Linked DNA regions of Gossypium arboreum: region 2 is linked to region 1. A link is a contact called in public Hi-C data. All regions are on one chromosome and are shown on one strand. Each heading gives the region's core, a stretch centred on a gene start, on an enhancer-like site or on the middle of the called end of the contact. The rest is flanking DNA. Distances are from core to core; before and after follow the strand shown.

The links. A called contact is a pair of places that touch in the nucleus more often than the background predicts.
Region 2: a Hi-C map of leaf shows a contact between it and region 1, with 3 times the contacts expected there. The contact joins the promoter of LOC108478737 here to the enhancer-like site in region 1. A contact is called at or near these places in 2 of 5 Hi-C or Micro-C datasets (both in leaf).

Annotation. Positions count from the first base shown.
Region 1 is chr3:119,434,827-119,437,834 of ASM2569848v2, reverse strand. It overlaps LOC108473386 (ubiquitin carboxyl-terminal hydrolase 16-like), which reads right to left. Exons shown (of 12, transcript XM_053025828.1): 12 at 2,698-3,008. Among protein-coding and RNA genes, the nearest start is that of LOC108473386, 9.1 kb to the right of the region's middle. Within about 2 kb of position 1,479, at least 2 of the 2 cell types and tissues checked have an H3K27ac peak or open chromatin away from gene starts, as enhancers often do. A contact at or near this core is called in leaf, where this site is marked.
Region 2 is chr3:119,843,773-119,846,780 of ASM2569848v2, reverse strand. It overlaps LOC108478737 (BEACH domain-containing protein B-like), which reads right to left and starts at 1,580. Exons shown (of 41, transcript XM_053025837.1): 1 at 1,299-1,580; 2 at 625-767; 3 at 260-323. The coding sequence starts at 743.

The sequences.
Region 1 (3,008 bases), core at 230-2,729:
ACAACAATGGTGAAAATATTAGTATTTTATTAATAAAATTATAATTTGACATATTTTTAATAATTTTATAAAAATAAATTAAATAAAAAAATTCTTATATACAATTTTTAGTCTAACATACTTAATAGTCATTTTTTTATTTTCGCTTGATCACAACTACAATGGTTCTACACATATTTCACCAGACCTCACTAAGGACATTACATCATCGAGCACCATGCCTCACTTGAGCACTATACCTTACTAGGACCATGGCCATGCTAAGCTCAACCATACCACCTTGACAAGATCATTGTCACTCATCATTAACATATCCTGCCACTTCGTCACATCAAGTCGCATAGTCAACTTAAGGATAGGCCTACGCCGTATGACAACCCCCAATCAAAAGAAGACACATGGCTTACAAATGACCCCTTAAATACCTCTCCAAATCCCATAAGGACACAGACACTGCTCTATCAACACACACTTCCCTCCCCCTCCATCTGTTTTTCATTCTCCTCCCCGTCCCCTATAACCTCACCTCTCTCAGCTCATCAGGTGAATAGTTGTGATAGTTTCTGTCAACTATTACCCTTAATAAGTTGCATTTGAATCCAAACATATATTTCACCATTAGTTTTAACTTCAATGGTACATTATTTAATTTTACTGATATAGTAAATAATATCACCGCCACCGTTATTTTTAATCTTATTGAATCTAATTTCACTACCTATCCAGAGAGAGCTAAAGAGCTCGACTCTTCAATTCCGACTCATTTGGCTGTATCGGTTGATAAGCTCTTTAGTAATATATATATATATATATATATAGTTTTACTAAATTTATTGGAGGAATTAAGGGATTTTGAAAGAAAAAAAAATAGTCGTAATATGTTGTGCATGCCGGTGTAAAAACCCTTTTTGTAGTTTTGCTTGGTGATGCAGATCAATTACAAGAGGAATTTTGGAACAAAATAATCTCTCAGAGATCAAATACATACTATATTTTACGGTAAGATGCTAAGTTTGTATAACGGTGAGATCAAGAGAGGCACGGCCAAATGCCACAGTCTTTCGGCCCAAAACAGGACTTAGTTTTGACACTGATATATGTATGTATGTATGTATATATTATTAAAGATGAAAAGGATCTTTTAAGACAACCATCCATGACTTGTCTGATTGTGTCTTGTTGCGTTGCCCCGACATCTCCGAGACATGCATATATATGTATATATACAAATATGCGATTCAAAGAAAAAGTTACTCCTGGCTGAAGGTTTTTTCAGGGTAAAAATCAATGGCTAAAACACTTTTGCGTGAACAAAAACAAGGCATGGAAGAGGCAAGGAAGAAAGTTATGCAATTTGCCCATTTTGAGATTTGATCTGTCTTTAGACAATTAGTTGGGGGATGGGATGAGGGTCCCATTTTAGCTCCAAGTTGTTATAGAAGTTCCATTGATGACAGTTGATAAAATGCAATAATATTGCATTTTCATGCATTCTTCCAAGTGGTGGGACACTTGCTGCCTTTTCAACGGCCGCCACGAGAAGTACAACATTTCCCACTTGCGCTTGCGCATCATTTTGGTTTTTCTTTTCTTCCTCCTTTTTTGTCTTTTCGTTTTTGATGAATAGTATGAGTCCATGTGACCCCGCAGGCACTCACTGTTTCATTATATAGACTAGTTTTATAAGGTATTGTTAACCTCATGGTTTTGTCCCCAAAATGCGCCTTGAATGTTGAAGCTGGAATAACCATATGTACCAGTTCTAATATATGGTCAATGTAAGTTTCATGGCTTCTCTGCTAATAAATGTCACGATTCACATCATATTACAAGATATTATTCACTTCAACTCATTAAACGTTACGACTTTTGTCTATAAAAAATATGTTTCATCTATGAATATGATGTCACTACTTGTATCCTAAAATCAAATTCATATTCTTTCTCTCTAAAATCGTGACACCACAATAAGCCATTAGCTTTTTGAGACATCGCTTCTGACTTAAAAGGTGCTTGAAAAGTCAAGCCCTTATTCCCTCGTAAATCAAAATGTTGGCCTTTCTTCAAATATGATTAGCTTTTAATCTAAATCTGCTTTTCAAAAACCAACCAACTCTTTCTTCCTTCAAATAGGCTTTTCATTGATGGGCGAAAAAATTTATTCCATACTTTTCTACTCCTACAAAATAAAATTCAATTTCTTTGACGAAACAAAGTTCGCCCTTTGGCATGCTTTTGACTGAAACGAAATTATTCAACTTTATTTTATATACAAGGTTGAGTAATACGCGGTCGTGATAGGTACGAAGTGACACTACTGTGCATGTATATACAGGGCTGTGTAATACGTGCATGTAGTCAAGGGAGGCACCATTTAGGGGGTGGAAAAAGGTACACGTGTTGGGTGTGAAATTGAAAATTCTATTGAATATCATGATGTGGAAAGACGAATGAAGTGAAAGATATTTGCATTACACTAACAAAAGAGAAGAGGGAAAATAATTATACAAAAAGTGGTTTGGATAGTGAAAATTACGAAATGACTGAAAATACGAAATAATCTATGTTATACGAAATAATCTATAAGTTCTAAGTTCATGCAATAAGCGTTAATTCGTTGGATTTTTACTTGCTCAATACAAAAAAGATACAACGTTATGGGCTAATTTACAACTTTTTTACCAAATTAAAATTACATTTTCGATGAAATGAAAACTTCCTTTTTTATTTTTTCAAAAGTTAAGCCATCAATTATGCTAAACCGAGGCCTGAAGATTAGGCTGGTGTATTATTTACCTAGAGAACGGGAAGCTATGAACAAGAAGGGATAGGCTGCTTTCTTTAAACATAGCTAAGCTAACTACATGAGTAAGTACATTACATATACAACCCTCCCAAAAACTCTTATTTACCTCATTTTAACTCAAATCTCGTAATAAGATTTTTAATCTCTTCTTTCCCTCATTGATTTTCTAAAACATGCATCATTTTTAAGAGGTTAATCTCTT
Region 2 (3,008 bases), core at 331-2,830, 410 kb before region 1:
AAGACAAGTTTCTTCTCTAATCCTTTTAACTTATTTAGCAGGCTGAACACACTTCCTTTAAAGGTGGCTGAATTTCAGTCTAGATTATTTTCGCATCCTTTTATGCCGCTAACATACCATTCTTTTTCTAGTATTAAATCTAGAAAAAAGAATGCATGACACATATGAACTGATACAAGTGGGTAATAAGTTCTACAACGGTTTGGTGAAATTAGAAAAGATAAATAGAAATCTGAAAACTTCAGGCATGGGGCCATACCTTATCCACCGTGTTCTCATATCTCTCCCACAGTGAACTCAAAACTGCCTCATCATTTCCTTCACTGGAAGATAGTAACCCAAAGGGGAAAAGATAATAATAAAGTTCAGCTTGAATAAAATGATAAGGTAAATCAAGTGCATCCAAAAGCACCAAGTGGATTAATCTAAACCTCCAAACAATGAATTAGTACAGCTGGACTCCCGTCAAATAAGGAACTAATCAAACTTGTAGAACAGTAAGTTTAAACTAAAATGCTCAGCAGTCCCAAATTTTACTCACTCAAAAACTCCTTTGTATCACCACATATTTAAAAAGTAAAATAAAATAACAACCATCAATTATCAATCATCAAGCATCAGTACCTGAAGCAAATCCTTGGAGTAGGAGGAGACAACCTCTCCCCTTGTGCCCCTGGTGAATCTCCAGTTTGGCCACTAGATGTCCGACGAATAAGATCAGCCACACCTTTCACAATATTCATGCTGTCCGCAAAGATTTGCAATAACTACAGCTTCACAATGCAACAATCAATAAACAGATGGCCATCCCAGACCATCACTTTTAGCCAATATCAATCCAGCTGTACATATCACACCACACTGAAATGATTCAAAATAGTAACCTAGGCAGTTATAAATTCAGTTTATCAAATAACTCGGAACAGATAATTTATTTATTTACTCTTTTTAAAAACTTACTATCACCCCTGTTGTAAATCCACTTTCATCTTCTTCTACAGAAAAATTCTACGCCGAATAAAATGGAAAGAGCTAAGTCTTTTTTTTTTTTTCGCTAAGCCGGTAAAATTTATTAGTTATGAAAGTCATTTAATTTAAGTAATACCGATGGTAGTTATTACATTTCCACGAAGATAATAAAATGGAGAAACATTCAAAAACACGCTATTGAAGATTAAGAATCTCAAAAGTAAAGAGAAATGAAGAGAGATCTCGCGGATGATAGTCGATCATACAAGCAAAATCAAATTAAAGACGATAGAAATAAAGCAGTCGTTAGTTGCGAAAAGTAAAAGTACCCGATCAGATCAAACAGCTGGAGTCTTGTCTTGAATTCTAGGGTTTATGATGCAAGATCTGACTTCTGATTGTTTCGTTGAGCTTATTTCAATGGAGTTCAGTGAGAAATTTAAAGAGAGAAATAATTAATTAGCGAATACTAAAATAAAAAAGGAAATAAAAGGGACAAAGAAGAAGGTTAAAGGCAAAAAAAGAAATAAATAATTATCGGAGCATTTAATCCATAGAATGAAATAGGCCTAAGCCTTCCAACTTAAGCCTTCCAACTTAAGCCTTCCAACTATACCACTATTTCCTTTTAATTCACGATTTCACTTTTGTTTTAGGGTAAACTATCAAAATAGTCACTTTTGTTTATTTCAAATTACATTTTAGTTATTTATATTTGAAATGTTACGTTTTAGTCATTTATGTTATCATATTATAACATTTTAGTCACTGAGCCGTTAATTGTTGTTAACAGTGAAACGTTAAGCTGACATGGCATGTTAAATTATCATTTCAAACGAAAATTTTAGGTTAATTTATACAATTGATCCCTATCTTTTTTTCGTTTTGAGTAATTTAATTATTATTTTTTATGTTCCTTTTAACTTTTTTTCTTTAATTTCCATTCTCTTCTATTTCTCCCATTGTTTTCATCTCTTCTCCATTTCTTTTAACATAGTTTTTTTATGTTTTCCATTTATTAAAACTAGTCCCTATACTTTTATTTTTTGAACAATTTAATTTTTTCTTTTTATTTCTTTATTTGTTAAAGCCAAATATCTTTGATTACATACTCTATGTAAACCTAGAGACCATTTTCGATCACTACAAGATGAATGAAATCGATCCTATTGAATTAATCAATACCAATTCTTCTTTGATACATAATAGAACACCAAGCTAAATTCTACCAAAGATATTGATTTGCTTACCAAATTGATGCCAAGAACTAAAAACAAAGTTAACCCTGATGAGATCAGAAGGGTTAACTAGTATCATGATGATCTTCATTAAAATATCTAGTTCAAGCAATTTTATAAATCATCACAATAATCCGTTTTTGGATCCTTTGTATGGCTTCATCAATAACTGTAAAATATTAGATACCTCATTTCACAATTGTCTATAATAAGCAAAAAAAAAAAAATTAAAAAAAATCTTTATTTTGGGTTTCATTGAAGATCAATACAAAATTGTTACCCTAAGCTGAAAACATATTAAAAACTAATCAAAAGGAAGATTAAATAGAACGTACAGGAAATACCCAATACCAAAATAAAATAAAAGTATAAGGACTGGTTTTAACAAATGAAAAGAAAAACTATGTTAAAATAAATAGAGAAGTGAGGAAAATGGAGGGAGAAGCAAAACAGAATGGAAAATAAAGAAAAAAAGTTAAAAAGACATAAAAGAAAAAATTAAATTGCTCAAAACGAAAAAATATAGGGACCAATTGTATAATTTAACCTAAAATTTTCGTTTAAAATGATGATTTAACGTGCCATATTACCTTACTGTTATACTGGTAAAGGTAATTAATGACTCAATGACTAAAATGTTACAATACAATAATGTCAATGACTAAAACATAACATTTCAAACATAAGTGACTAAAATGTAAACTAAGGAAAATAAAATTGACTATTTTAATAGTTTACCCTTTGTTATATACACATTTTTCAATTTCCATACTTAGAAGAGTTTTTTTTTAAATTGTACCT